2 separate regions of the Zea mays genome follow, and region 1 is linked to region 2. A link is a contact called in public Hi-C data. All regions are on one chromosome and are shown on one strand. The core of a region is the stretch at or near the end of the contact, and the rest is flanking DNA. Distances in the headings are between cores, read along the strand shown.

What was found. A called contact is a pair of places that touch in the nucleus more often than the background predicts.
Region 1: a contact with region 2 is called in a Hi-C map of tassel, with 3 times the contacts expected there. The contact joins the promoter of LOC100276712 here to the promoter of LOC100193404 in region 2. A contact is called at or near these places in 4 of 25 Hi-C or Micro-C datasets (ear, leaf and tassel).

Annotation. Positions count from the first base shown.
Region 1 is chr6:144,951,076-144,957,270 of Zm-B73-REFERENCE-NAM-5.0, forward strand. It overlaps LOC100276712, which reads right to left and starts at 3,105. Exons shown (of 2, transcript NM_001150435.2): 1 at 2,457-3,105; 2 at 582-1,131. The coding sequence starts at 2,953. The coding sequence ends at 912.
Region 2 is chr6:144,798,138-144,804,447 of Zm-B73-REFERENCE-NAM-5.0, forward strand. LOC100193404 reads right to left here and starts at 1,482. Exons shown (of 5, transcript NM_001358723.1): 1 at 1,134-1,482. The coding sequence starts at 1,214.

The DNA of each region.
Region 1 (6,195 bases), core at 1,855-4,354, 150 kb after region 2:
TACCGAGCTACCTATACATGTGATGCAGGTTGCAATTTGGATTTGTGTAACTCCAAAATGGAATCCATACCAACATGTGGACAGTGATATCCTAAGAGTGGTCAAGTTTTTCATACGAGCCCATGTAGGTAGGTTTGATGTTGGCAATCACCAGTTCTCATGCAGCTGTACAATACTAGAAACAAGCTGATTGTGTTCAACACTATTAAGTTGCATGCATTAACCAGTCCAATCCAAAAACTTTAGCTAATAGAAATAAGTGGTCAATTCACTTATATTATATTCCAACACTCCCCCTCACGTCCAGACTTTTTCTCGGTCTCAGATGTGGAATAAGAGTGAGCAACAATTATTTTTATTTTAATTGCGCTAATTAGGATTTGAATTCGAAACCTCTGACTCCAACATCATATTAAGTTGCATGCACCAATCAGTTAAATCCAAAAGTTTAATCTGATATGAAGAGGTGGTAAATTCACTTATATTATATTTCAACAAACACCACCATATCAACCATGCAGTCTTACTGCATGTTCAGCAACTAGCAAAGCTCATGATAAAGACTGCCTGATAAATATTAGACCATAGAACACCTTAAGATTCTATACTTGATCCTCCCCCAAGCTTGTCGATCCAATTTTTCATTTCAAATATGCTACTGACAACTATTCCCGTGAGATCCATTCTTCCAATGACACTTTAATCTTCAACTCATGCATACAATGCAAGTTTCCATTATTCATATCATTCAACCAGGACTGACTGTTGTAATCTTGCAGAGTAGAGAGTACGTTATCACTGCTTTGGATGCCTCAGAATAAAAATCTTATGAAGCTTGTACACACATGTACATCGAAGTATGGTTCAGACAACATTTCCGTCTTTAGGGCATTTCTATCGTGCTGTAGCTTTCAGTGATTTCTCCTTTTGTCTTGGATCTGACGAACACATTCAGCAACCAAAACACTGAACTTTAGGGTGACCTTGCCTGTAAGGGGTGGGTTCAAGCCAACCTTCTTATAAGCTTGTGCAATGTTTTTCTGGCATTTTTGCAAGTGAATATTACAGAGGGAGGGAGCTGCAGACTTTATGATCGGCCTACTACAGGGGATAAGCCCACCTTGTAGCCCACTGGAAAAAACAGGGCAAGAGTTAGAACATTCATGTTAAAATCAAATAAGGGGAAAACTGTATGAAATAATAATTTATATCAAAACACTACTATGCTATTGGTGGTTAAGTAAAAAAAATCCAACTACGATCTATGAATCAAGTAGAAAAGGCATAACAAGACCCCAAAGGCGAGCTAGGTCCGCCTGCACGCCTAGGTGACGCCTTTGAAATAGGGCTTTTAAATTCTAATTAGGTTAAGTGATGCAAATCAATATCTGCAAACAGCAAAATCTTAATGAAGTAGACAACCACAGAAATTAAAGCACGCCCAATTTGAGGTTCTTACTCAAATCACAACGTATATAGATGGAACTTGATGATGATGATGATAGGAAATCATATTTCATTAGCAAACATGTATTAGGTTACTTAGACAGAAAAAAACAAACATATACATTGTTTGCTGAAACTGATCGATCCAACTCTGCTAAATCATTAAATAGCTTTCTATCAAAAGCAATGTTCCTATACAGCAGCGTAATCAAGATTTTTCTTTAGAAGGGGGCTAACCCGAGATATAACTATAGTTGTAGTGTCAATAAATAGAATATATGTTTATATATAATATATAATAATCGCTAGTCATAACAATTAACACATGTGTGCGTTAATTTTAACTTATTATAAACTAACTCATTTATTTTAGCCATAGATATGCAAGTAAACATTTTTTTCCTTTTTGGTTGGAGGGGGCCATGGCCCCTAGCGCCCCGTCTGCGTTACTGTTCCAATAGTTTGCTGGGACAAATCTATGAAATGCAACATCAGCTATTGAGCTATCCATAAGCCGGAAGATAGAACTGAAAAGGCAAGCACACAGATTTATGCTGCACAATTTGAACAACTTTAGGCAACACTTAGATTGAAAACACCTGTCTATGCAACAATGCACAGAGTATCCATATGGAGCAACCAATCTGGAGCCTGCATATCCTATTTAGCACTATTTAATGAAGTTCAAACACCACTTTCCCTCAAAATAAAATCACTAAATGACACAGATTACGACAAATACAGTATAATCTCTAATGACCCGTCTGTTCAATCAGTCATTAACATATACAAAACCACACAAATGGGGGTCATCTCAATGATTTCTCAAGAGAAGCATGGCAATTCAACCAACAAAGATAGAAGTTGCATCCCCTTTCACAAACCTTAAACCTGAATGACTAGGTGGTCAGATGCAGACTAGTAAGGCGACGGAATCAGTAAACCCTAATGGACCGAGATCCACGGCTTCCTTCTTCCAAATCACGTGTAGTGTAGGGAGAAGAACGAACCTCTTGTTGATGTACGCGCAGGGCTTGTACAGCCGCTGTTTGGGATCGGAGAGGATGTGGGAGTGGCAGAAGCGGGTCGTGGCCATGGCCCGCACCTTGCACCCTGGGAACCCGCACTTGTTCCTCCTCGGCACCGGCGCCAGCCTCGGAAGCTCCCCGGCCGCCGGGATGGGCCCTCCTGGAGGGGCTGGCGGCTGCTCTGCCTCCAGTGGGCTCCGGGCGAGGTCCCAGACGTACTGCCGGTGCCGCGCGCGCACCTCCTCGGCCATGGCCCAGTATAGCTGGCGGTACACACCGGCTAGCCGGGCCGCGCGGCGCCGGCGCCGCCGGAGGACCTCCTCCCGCGTGAGCGCCTCCGCCGTGGTCTCCATCTCGGGCGACGGCGGGTCGGCGGGGGCAATGCTAGGGTTTTGGGCCTGCACCTCCAGCGGGACGGCCGCAGGCGCCGGAGTCAGCGCCGGCGCCGCCAGTGCATCGGGGATCCGGGATGAGGCCATGGGGCGCTCAGGTGCCCAATTTGGAGTGGTTTCTCCAGGTGTTGGAGAGGACAGAGGAGATGGATTGTTTGTGGCTTGGGGGAGGGGTCAATGCCTCGATGTTCCACGGTATGAGATCCACATCGACGTGGTGAGGTACGGTGGCGAAGTATACGCTGGCTGGACAACACCTCTCGGTCCCACGAGTCAACGAGAGCTTCTTCTACTTAGGCATGTCGATATTATTTTTAGAAAACAATCACTTTACTGCCCTCCATTACCATAGGATTTTGCCTTCTCACTTAAAAACGAATTTTACGCCCTTTCAACTTTACAAACAAAACCGTTTATTTTGCATCATAAACGGTGTTTATGATATATCTATATGTATTGCTCGTCTTAGGGTGTGTTTGGTTTGACTTTTGGCTTTGGCTTTTGTCCCCCTAAAAACCAAAAGCCAACCAAAGGGCTGGATCCAGGAAGCAGTTTTTTCTAAAAGCCGACTTTCTCGTAGTGCAAATCTGAAAGCACCACTAGACCTGCTTTTAGTGGCTTTTCGGATGGAATTGTGAAAACATATATCGAAGAATTTTTAACGACTTTTAGTGATTTCCACCAAACGGCTTTTAGTTTTTTAACAGCTTACAGCCTACAACAGCTTTTTTCACAGCTCACATCAACTTTTTTCACAGCCACATCCCAACCAAACAGACTCTTATGTCATGTACAATAAAGCTAATACTTAGCTGATAAAATTGGCTGAAAACATTCATACGGTCTATCTAAAAAGTTCAACTATTAATTATTTTTAGCAAATTAGTTAACAATTAACTAGATATTCCCTCAGTCCCAATATACAATTCGTTTTAGCCTTTTACTTTTATGTCCATATTCAAGTAGATGACAATAAATCTAGACACATATATAATACACATATATTAAATATTATATGAATCAATTAACATCCTAAGGACATGTTTGGTGATCAGGGATCACGAGGGGATCCTGGGGGAAGAATTTTCTTGCGATTCAATTTTGAATAACAAGAGAATTTCTCTCCATAGATCCTTCAGTGGTCCCTGTTCACAAAATCAGCCCTAAACGAATATTATTTTAGGACGGAGGAGTATTTGTTAGCTAGCTAATTCCACTAGCTATTTTTAGCCAACTAACTATTAACTCTAGTGCATTCAAACACTCGTTATTGTCACATATAAGAACAAGTGTTTCTACAATACATCCACTCTTTCAAAACATAAAACATTATCTAAAGTTATGATAGGCAGTATAGTGCATCATTATAAAGTTTGAATACTTTGAGAGATTAGGAGGTATTGACCTTGTATTAGTGATGTCGGCGTTTTGGACCAGCGAGGACCCTCAACCGACTAGTGAATTTGATGTTGCGTGTCTCTTCCCAGATGGATGAGGCTTATGTTATCTTGCACCGGGGTGCTCGTAGTAGGGGTTACAAGCTTCGCGGGAGAGGGTTTGGCCTTGGAGTGAGCCGTCTGAGTTAGCCTCTCTCCGCGTGTCTTGGTGAGGCCCTGGACGTCCCCTTTTATAGATACAAGGGGATGGTCCAGCTGTACATATGGGGTGTAGTTATGTGCTAACGTGGCCGGCGGAGAGGTGCTTGAACCCTGTAGAAGCGTAGCTGGTGGTGCGGCCCTGGGTCCTGCTAACGTTTCTTTGCCTTCGTAGAGAGGTGAGAACAATTGACGTCATGGACGTATGCAGGGAACCATAATTACCTGTTGCCGAAGTAATCTAGATGTGACACCGGTCTTGTTCCTTCGTAGCCTGAGGCAGCTAGCCAGGGGTAGGGTAATGATGTATCCCCTGTGGCGTAGTCGGTCCGAGGCCGAGGTCGGGCGAGGAGATGACTTCTCCTGAGGCCAAGGCTGAGGTCAGGCGAGGTTGTGACTCCTCCCGAGGCCGAGGCTGAGGTCGGGCAAGGTTGTGACTCCTCCCGAGGCCGAGGCTGAGGCCGAGGCCTGGGGTCGGGCGAGGCAGAGACCTTCTCCCGAGGCCGAGGCTGAGGCCGAGGCCTAGGGTCGGGCGAGGCGGAGCTCCCTGTCACGCCCGAGGCTGAACTCGGGGGAGGTCGTGACTTACTGTCGTTAGTTTTACCCTGATGGTTGGCACAGTAGTCGGAACGGGGTGAATAGTGTTTTCCTGTCAGAACGATCAGTAAAGGGGCGAAGTGACTGCGGTCATTTCGACCTTGCCAGCTGAGGCGCGCGTGTCAGGATAAGGTGCAGGTGATCCCCGCATTAAATGCGCATGCGATACGGTCGGTGGTAAGGTGATTTGGCCGAGGTTGCTGTACGGCAAAGTTTGCCCGAGCTTAGTCTCGGCGAGCCGGGGGTGCGCCCGCTGCCAGAGGAGGCCCTCGGGCAAGGCGTGAATCCGCCCGGGACTACTGTTCTTGCCCGAGGCCGGGCTCGGGCGAGACGAGATTGTGTCCCTTGGTAGATGAGGCTTTAACTTTGAGCTGTGTTTACCAGCCTTTATGGTCTGTTTTGAAGATGTTTTCCAGCCATGCTTAGGAGTATTGGGGGTACCCCTAATTACGGTACCCGATAGTAGCCCCCGAGTCTCAAAGGGAGTGTAGGCACTCGCTTGGAGGTTCTGCCAGATTTTTTGTAAGGGGACCAGCCTTTCTCGGTTATACTTTGTTCCGATGGGTGTAGCCCCCGAGGCCTCGGATGAGTGGTTTGACTCCTCTGAGGTCTTAATTCTTCTTGTGATTCCTCGGTCGGCTTTGTTGTTCCCTCATGCGGCCTGGCCGCGGCCCGGGTGCATGGTCAGGCTTCGAGTTTTTAAGCTGGTTTTGTCGATGTGGTCAACAATTTGGCCGCAGCCTAGTGCGAGAGCAGCCTCCGAGCCTCTGCACGGAGCGAGAGGACGATCGAGTACCGTCTCGGCTTTTTATTGTACGCCCCTTCGTCGCCTTTCCGCAAGGAGGGGGGAACACGCCATGTTACCCTCGGTGGGCGCTGAACATGGTGTTTCCAGTGAGTTGCTATTGGGTAATCCGAGTGGACGCCCGAGCCCTGTTCGATAAGGGTCGGCTAGTGGCCTAGAGGCGTGCTCCAAAAGTACCTGCAGGTGATTTGCTGGACCCGGACCCATTTGATAGGGTCCGAGGGATCGGTGCCTCCCTTCGGGGGGATTCCATTACAAACCGTTCCCGCTGGTCTCAGAAATGTCTTAGGGTACCTCGGGAGCGTAGCCCGAGCCTTGGCCATGTAACGGAT
Region 2 (6,310 bases), core at 232-2,731:
GCAACTTTCATTGGATCTTGATTTGAGAGTCACCACCCTACTATTCTGCATAAACCATAGAATAGGAATAGAGGAAAACATAAGATCAAGACTAGTGTGGGTTCAAAGGAATATGCGGGAGACCAACTTTCACTAATGGAAGATTGTTTTCATGTAGGTAAGTGTGTTTGTCGGAATCTCTACTACTTAAATTTCAAAAGGGAACACTAGATGGAAGGAAACTAGGAGACCTTCAGGCATGTGCTCTTACGATTCATGGCTAGATGTAGGTGAGGAAAAAAAGGTGCAACCAAGGAGACCTGATAGAGGTCCATGAGGTAAAGGCTTGGGAGGATAGGTGGTTTCTATCGAGGCTCCTACCCATAGTTGTTGACCCTATTCTGCTAGCAGCCATCTCTGGCTCATTTCATATCTTATTCCACAACCACCACCACATGCACCCACCTCTAGCATCTCCCCACAACATTTCCATTACAATCAAGATTTCCCACATAATTAGGAATTATAGCACAATCAATTTAAATCACAATAAACTCATGAAGAATCAAGGATGTGGTCAGGTTTCAACAAAGAAAATCAATAGGTCCGTTGAGAAAGGACATATCCAACAAAAAGGAAAATTTATATTGAACAAAGTTGGTATGCCAAACAACTCAAAAAAACATGGTCGGAGTCATGAACAATTTAATTCTATTGAGTTAGTTAGGAGTTTTGGTGTTTTAGAATGTATAGATTTATGTTCAACTTGGGATAACTTGTAAAAGGAGAACAATAGAACATCTTGCTCTTGAGAACAATAGAACAACTTGGGACCCCGGAATTCTAGCTCCCAGACTCCCCTGGTTATTAGAAGTAGAACAATAGAACATCTTGCTTACGGTTAACTTGTATGAAAGGAGGATGACTCCAGGATACGGATTTGCCATCCATCTGGAGTCTATATTCCTCACAATCCCTTACCAAACAAGTGACCGGGGGGATTCAGCTTGTTGCCATTTGCATGCTCCCTAAAAATCAACCCCAGAATGCATTTCTTTCTTCGCTTGCTTTCTAGGAAGAGAACACACAAACTAGATATAGAATAAGTAGATCGAAAAGGCTATGCACAGAATTTGACCTTGAAAAAACCTTACCCTTCTCTGCTGTTCTTCTGAAGACGCGGGTACCAGCAGCTGCTGCACTGGTTTACTCCTGCTCTTGAGCAAATAAGCCATGGCGGCAACCGAATCACTAGCTGGGTTGTCGTTGCTAGTTGGCTACGATGCAACAAATCGTGCACTAAATTAAAATGAAAAACATGCGGCAAAACATTCTCCTGTATTTATAGTAGTAGTAGTATTGTTCGTGTGTGAACTTCTGTTTCTATGTGGGCGTGCGGGAAGGAATATGGAGAGACAAGTTCGAAGCAGTAAGAGAGAGGGGTAGCTGGTGGTTGCCCTCCTGCACATTAACGCGACGCGACGCGACGTTGGCAATGAATTCATTCTGACCAGCTAGCTAGGGGCTAGGGGCTAGGGCGCTTCACGCCCATGTCGTCCGTGGGCTCCAGATTATCGACGGGCGGTCGGGCGCCGTGATGGCGTGTACTCCACGTGGACATGGCCTCCGTCATGGAACCTTGGAGATGGCCGGCATTGGTCCGTCCAGGATGTGGGCATGCAGTTGGGTGGTGAACGTTTATTAGACTGTCTGCACGGGTCGCCGCTATACTTTCCTCTCCCCTTGCATGCCGTGTACAGAAGACCTCCCACCCGCGCAACGGTTGCCTCTACGGAGCCCCCTACTGAGGGGAGCGCTTCTCTCTCCCTCCACTCCTGGCGGTTCACTGTTCATGCGCCCTTACACTGTTTGGCACTGTGTTGTGGGCCCACGATGAATTATTAGTGGATAAAAATTGATAGTGGATAAAATGTAGGTATAGAAAATGATATTTGATGGTTGTAGTGGGGTATAGAGAGAGTATTTAGGGGGAACCGCTGTGGAAGATGAAAAAATAGGGGGGCATAGGGGAAAAAAGTGATATAGGGGGAAAAATTTAGAGGTAACGGTTGCGGATAGCCTTAGGGCAAGAGACCGTGCGGCCTCTGAATTTATCCCTCTATATCTCATTTTTTTTCCTTCACATCAATATTTTTGTTCCCCCTATTTTATAATCTCTGCAACGGTTCCTCTGTCTCATCATCCTAAAGCCCACCAACATTATAAAATATTATTTTCCTTTCAGCCACCCACCGTATTCAACTCCCCTCCATATTTTCCTTTATTTGTTCTTGTGGTGTATGTCTACAGCGGCTGGTGCGGCCGCTCCCCCTCCCCTCCCGTGGAGGCAACATGCAGCCCCTAGGCGCCACAGGGCTGTCCCCTACGGTGCCCCCCACGATGCAGGGTACGCACCCTCCTCTTCTCTCTCCCGCTCGATGCAGAGCGCTCGTCTCCTCTCCCTTATACTGTGCTGTAGATCTGACTCCAATTGTTAGTAGAAGAAAAATTGATAGTGAATAAAAAATTGTATATGAAATAATATTTTATGGTTGTAGTGGGGTATAAGAGGAGAAAATAGGGGAAACCGCTGCGGGAGATGAAAAAGTAAGGGATGAAATGTTGATGATGTGACACAAAAAGTGATATAGGAGGAGAAATTTAGGAGAAACCATAGACTTCGACTGGCTTCAACGCTCCCCCTCCCTTAGTAGCGGCTACAGGTGTGCCTCCACATGGCACGGTGCCCTCTAAATACACCTCTATCGGCCACGATGCTAGCAGATGCTACAGCACTCCGGTAGATGTGGGGTGGCAACCTGCCCCCTCTTGTCTCGATTTTAGTGCACACATGTATTTGTTAGTTGTGGAAAAATAATAATGGATGATAAATAAGTATGAGAAATGATATTTTATAAAGATAGTGGGGTATAGGAGAAGAATTTAGCAGGAACTATTGCACAAAGTAGAGATATAGAGGAAGAGAGTTTGCTGATGTGGCAAGAAAGTGCGACATAGGGGGAATGTTTTACTCGATTCTTTAGGCCTTCGCCGCGCGCGAGGATGCACGGTCCCAAAGAGACACGGATCCTCCGACTGTACAGTTGGGTCATTGCACCTAGGGTCCACGTGTCAGTGACCCCTCCCAACGTCAAAATATCTCGTTCCGACCCAAATATGGTCGATCATACTTTGCGTGTTTGGTTACAGGGATTAAAGTTTACATCAAATATTTATTATGAGTATTAAATATGGTCTAATTATAAACTAATTACATAGTTGAAGACTAAACACATAGAAAAAATATTAAACCTAATTAATCCATAACTAACAAATGTTTACTGTAGTATCATATTAGCATATCATTAACTAATTAGGTTTAACTAGTCATGTGCATGTGTATTGCTACGGCTTTTATATATCATAAAGATAGATTTTATTTTAATAAAACACGGTGTTGGAGACTTGTTCTCAAATGCTTCGAATTAAAAACAAGGCAACATAAAATGTTAAATGTTAATACCCTTCGTCCATTGAAACATTATCTCCCCAAGGGTATAATGATCTTCGGACGAAGATCATGAGCAGAGCTCACGAAGATTATACCTTCGTGAATAGAATTATGAAATAGTAAACGATAAAATACATAAAATATGAAACATGAAAGAATAATATATCAAAACACTTAAACTTATTCACATATTTCATCATACAAACTTAAATATTAAAACATAATATTTAATCATATTTATACCTTCGTCTTGACAGAAGGCAATAATTCGAGTGTCGCGTGCAAGCGATTACAAGATTCCGTGAACAGTACGAGGGTACTGTTCATCTATTTATAGGCACAGGATACAGCTTGTGAGAAATTACATTCGTGCCCTTTACAAATGCTTATAATCATAATACAAGCTATCACGGGTCAATTGGTCATTTCATCTTTAAGTCGGTTCACTCCTTCGTCTTGAGACATAAGGCTATGTCGAAGCTTTATGGACAATAACTTCGGTACTGCTTTTGAGAGGATCTGCCGAAGGTGTTTCTTCTTACAGGATCTTCGGCGACGAAGCATACCCCCAACAGTAGCCCCTTCGCGGTGCTAGATCGTTTTTCGTAACGAGCTTGATCCGTGAAAAAGTCTCCTAGGCTTCGGAGAGCCGAAGGTCCGAAAACACCTTCCCTGAGCTCGTTGCCGAGAAACGATTAAAATATTTGGAGTGCAAGGTGGCCCACCACACAGCGGGTACGAACGATCTGGTAATTCACTTGCCAGACGCCGAGTGGTCCACCGTTCAGCGAGTGCGGGCGACTGCTCAGCGGGTGCAGGCGACTTGACGATTCACCTTCCCACCTGCACACTAGTAAGAATGTGATCATCAGTGACGATTTTCTAGTGACGCTGGTGACTTCAGTCACAGATTGATACATTTCTATGACCAAATTTACATCTTCGTCAACAATTACAAGGGACGAAGATTAGACTTGAATATTAAAGACGAAAATGAAAGGAACGTCATAGACGAAAATGAAAGGAACGTCACAGATTAATTTGGCTTGATCGGCTGACGTAATGATGAAATAAATTGGTCACAGATGAGTTTTAGTAAAAAACGGCCCACGTGTACACACCACTTGATGGCGTGGGATCCTTGGCCTACATGGGCCGCAGTTTTTTGGGACATAGCCCCCACCTGGCGACGCGGACCCGGCCCAGAACTGGAAGTGGCAGTTAGTTATTTGGCAAAAAAAAGTTGCGCCCGCGGAGCTTCGAACCAAGGACCTGCGACTTTCTTTAAATCGTTGCTACCACCAAACTACACACTTGTTCTTGTATATAAAGAAAGTATCCGTCTGTTAACAGGTGTTCCCATCTGTCGTTATGTTAACAGGTTTTCCCAGCCGCCATTCTGCGATCTGCATGGCTGTTCACCTGTTCTGATTTTTCCTGCTGCGATCTGCGCTTCTGCGATCGGCCGTCAGGTTACGGCACACAACGACGCCGGCGTCTGTCGTCGTCCGCTTGATTGGCAACTGGGTAGCGTCGCAGCGAACGAGCGATCTTGTCGCCTGATCCATTGATCCAATTGTGTTGGAAGAACAGCGTCGTCTGCAAACAGCGAGGCAGAGAAGCTTCGGGCGCGGCAAAGCAGCGGCGTCTTGCGCAGAGCTACGGCGGGCGTGGACAGAACAGCGGCAGGGCGGGGAGAAAAGACAAGGTTTGATGTGTTGTGTTTTGACAATAAGGTTCCATGTGCGTTTGAATTTTATTTCATATATGCATGTGTTTGATGTGGTTTTCAATTTTGTTCAATGTAATCATAGTTATGGAGTTAATGCAAGTTTTAATTTATTGTCAAAATAGATGGATAGAAGATGGGTTTATGGGAAACAATTCACACCTGCATATGTGAAAGGAGTTGAAGAGTTCATGAATTTTGTTACTGAAAGATACCCAGAAGACACAGACATTCGTTGTCCGTGCGTGAATTGTCTTAATCAAAGGTTGCGACCTCAGAGTGAAGTAGAAACTCATATACACATTTATGGAATGTCAGCTACATACACGAGGTGGATTCATCATGGGGAGTCGGCAGATACAGAAGTTGAGGGTATAGAGGAGGATGTCGAAGGATATGATAATGACTTTGGGATACATATGGATGTGGACGATGATGTTTACGATGATGATCATGGAGTACCTGAGATGATCGGTGAACTGTTTGCAGCGGCAGAGGCTGATGGAGAAGAGCCAAGATTTGCAGGAGTTCTTGGAGATTCAAAGAAGGCACTTAGTCCGGGTTCTAGCCATTCAAAATTTTCTTTTATGGTGAGGATGTTGTATATGAAGTCTCGTTATCGAATCAGCAATACAGCATTTTCAGCAATGATGAAGCTGATGTCCGATGGATACCCTAACAGTGAGTTGCCAAAATCATATAATGAGGCCATGAAATATCTTAAAGAATTGGGCCTTGGATACGAAAACATCCATGTGTGCAAGAACAATTGTGTGTTATTTCAGAATGTTAATGCTAAATTGAATGAGTGCCCAGTATGCACGGAGTCTAGATGGAAAGATGAAACTGGTTCGAAGCGGGTTCCACATAAGGTTTTGAGGCATTTTCCACTGTTGCCAAGGTTGAAAAGAATTTTTGCTTCAAAACAAACTTCAGAGGAAACACAATGGCACAAGAAAGTGAGGAAGCCAGTCGCCAATGTGATGAGCCATCCAGCTGATGGGGAAGCGTGGAAGGACTTTGACCGAAAGTACCCAGGTTTTGCAAATGATCCGAGGAACCTGAGGCTAGCCTTAGCTACCGATGGATTC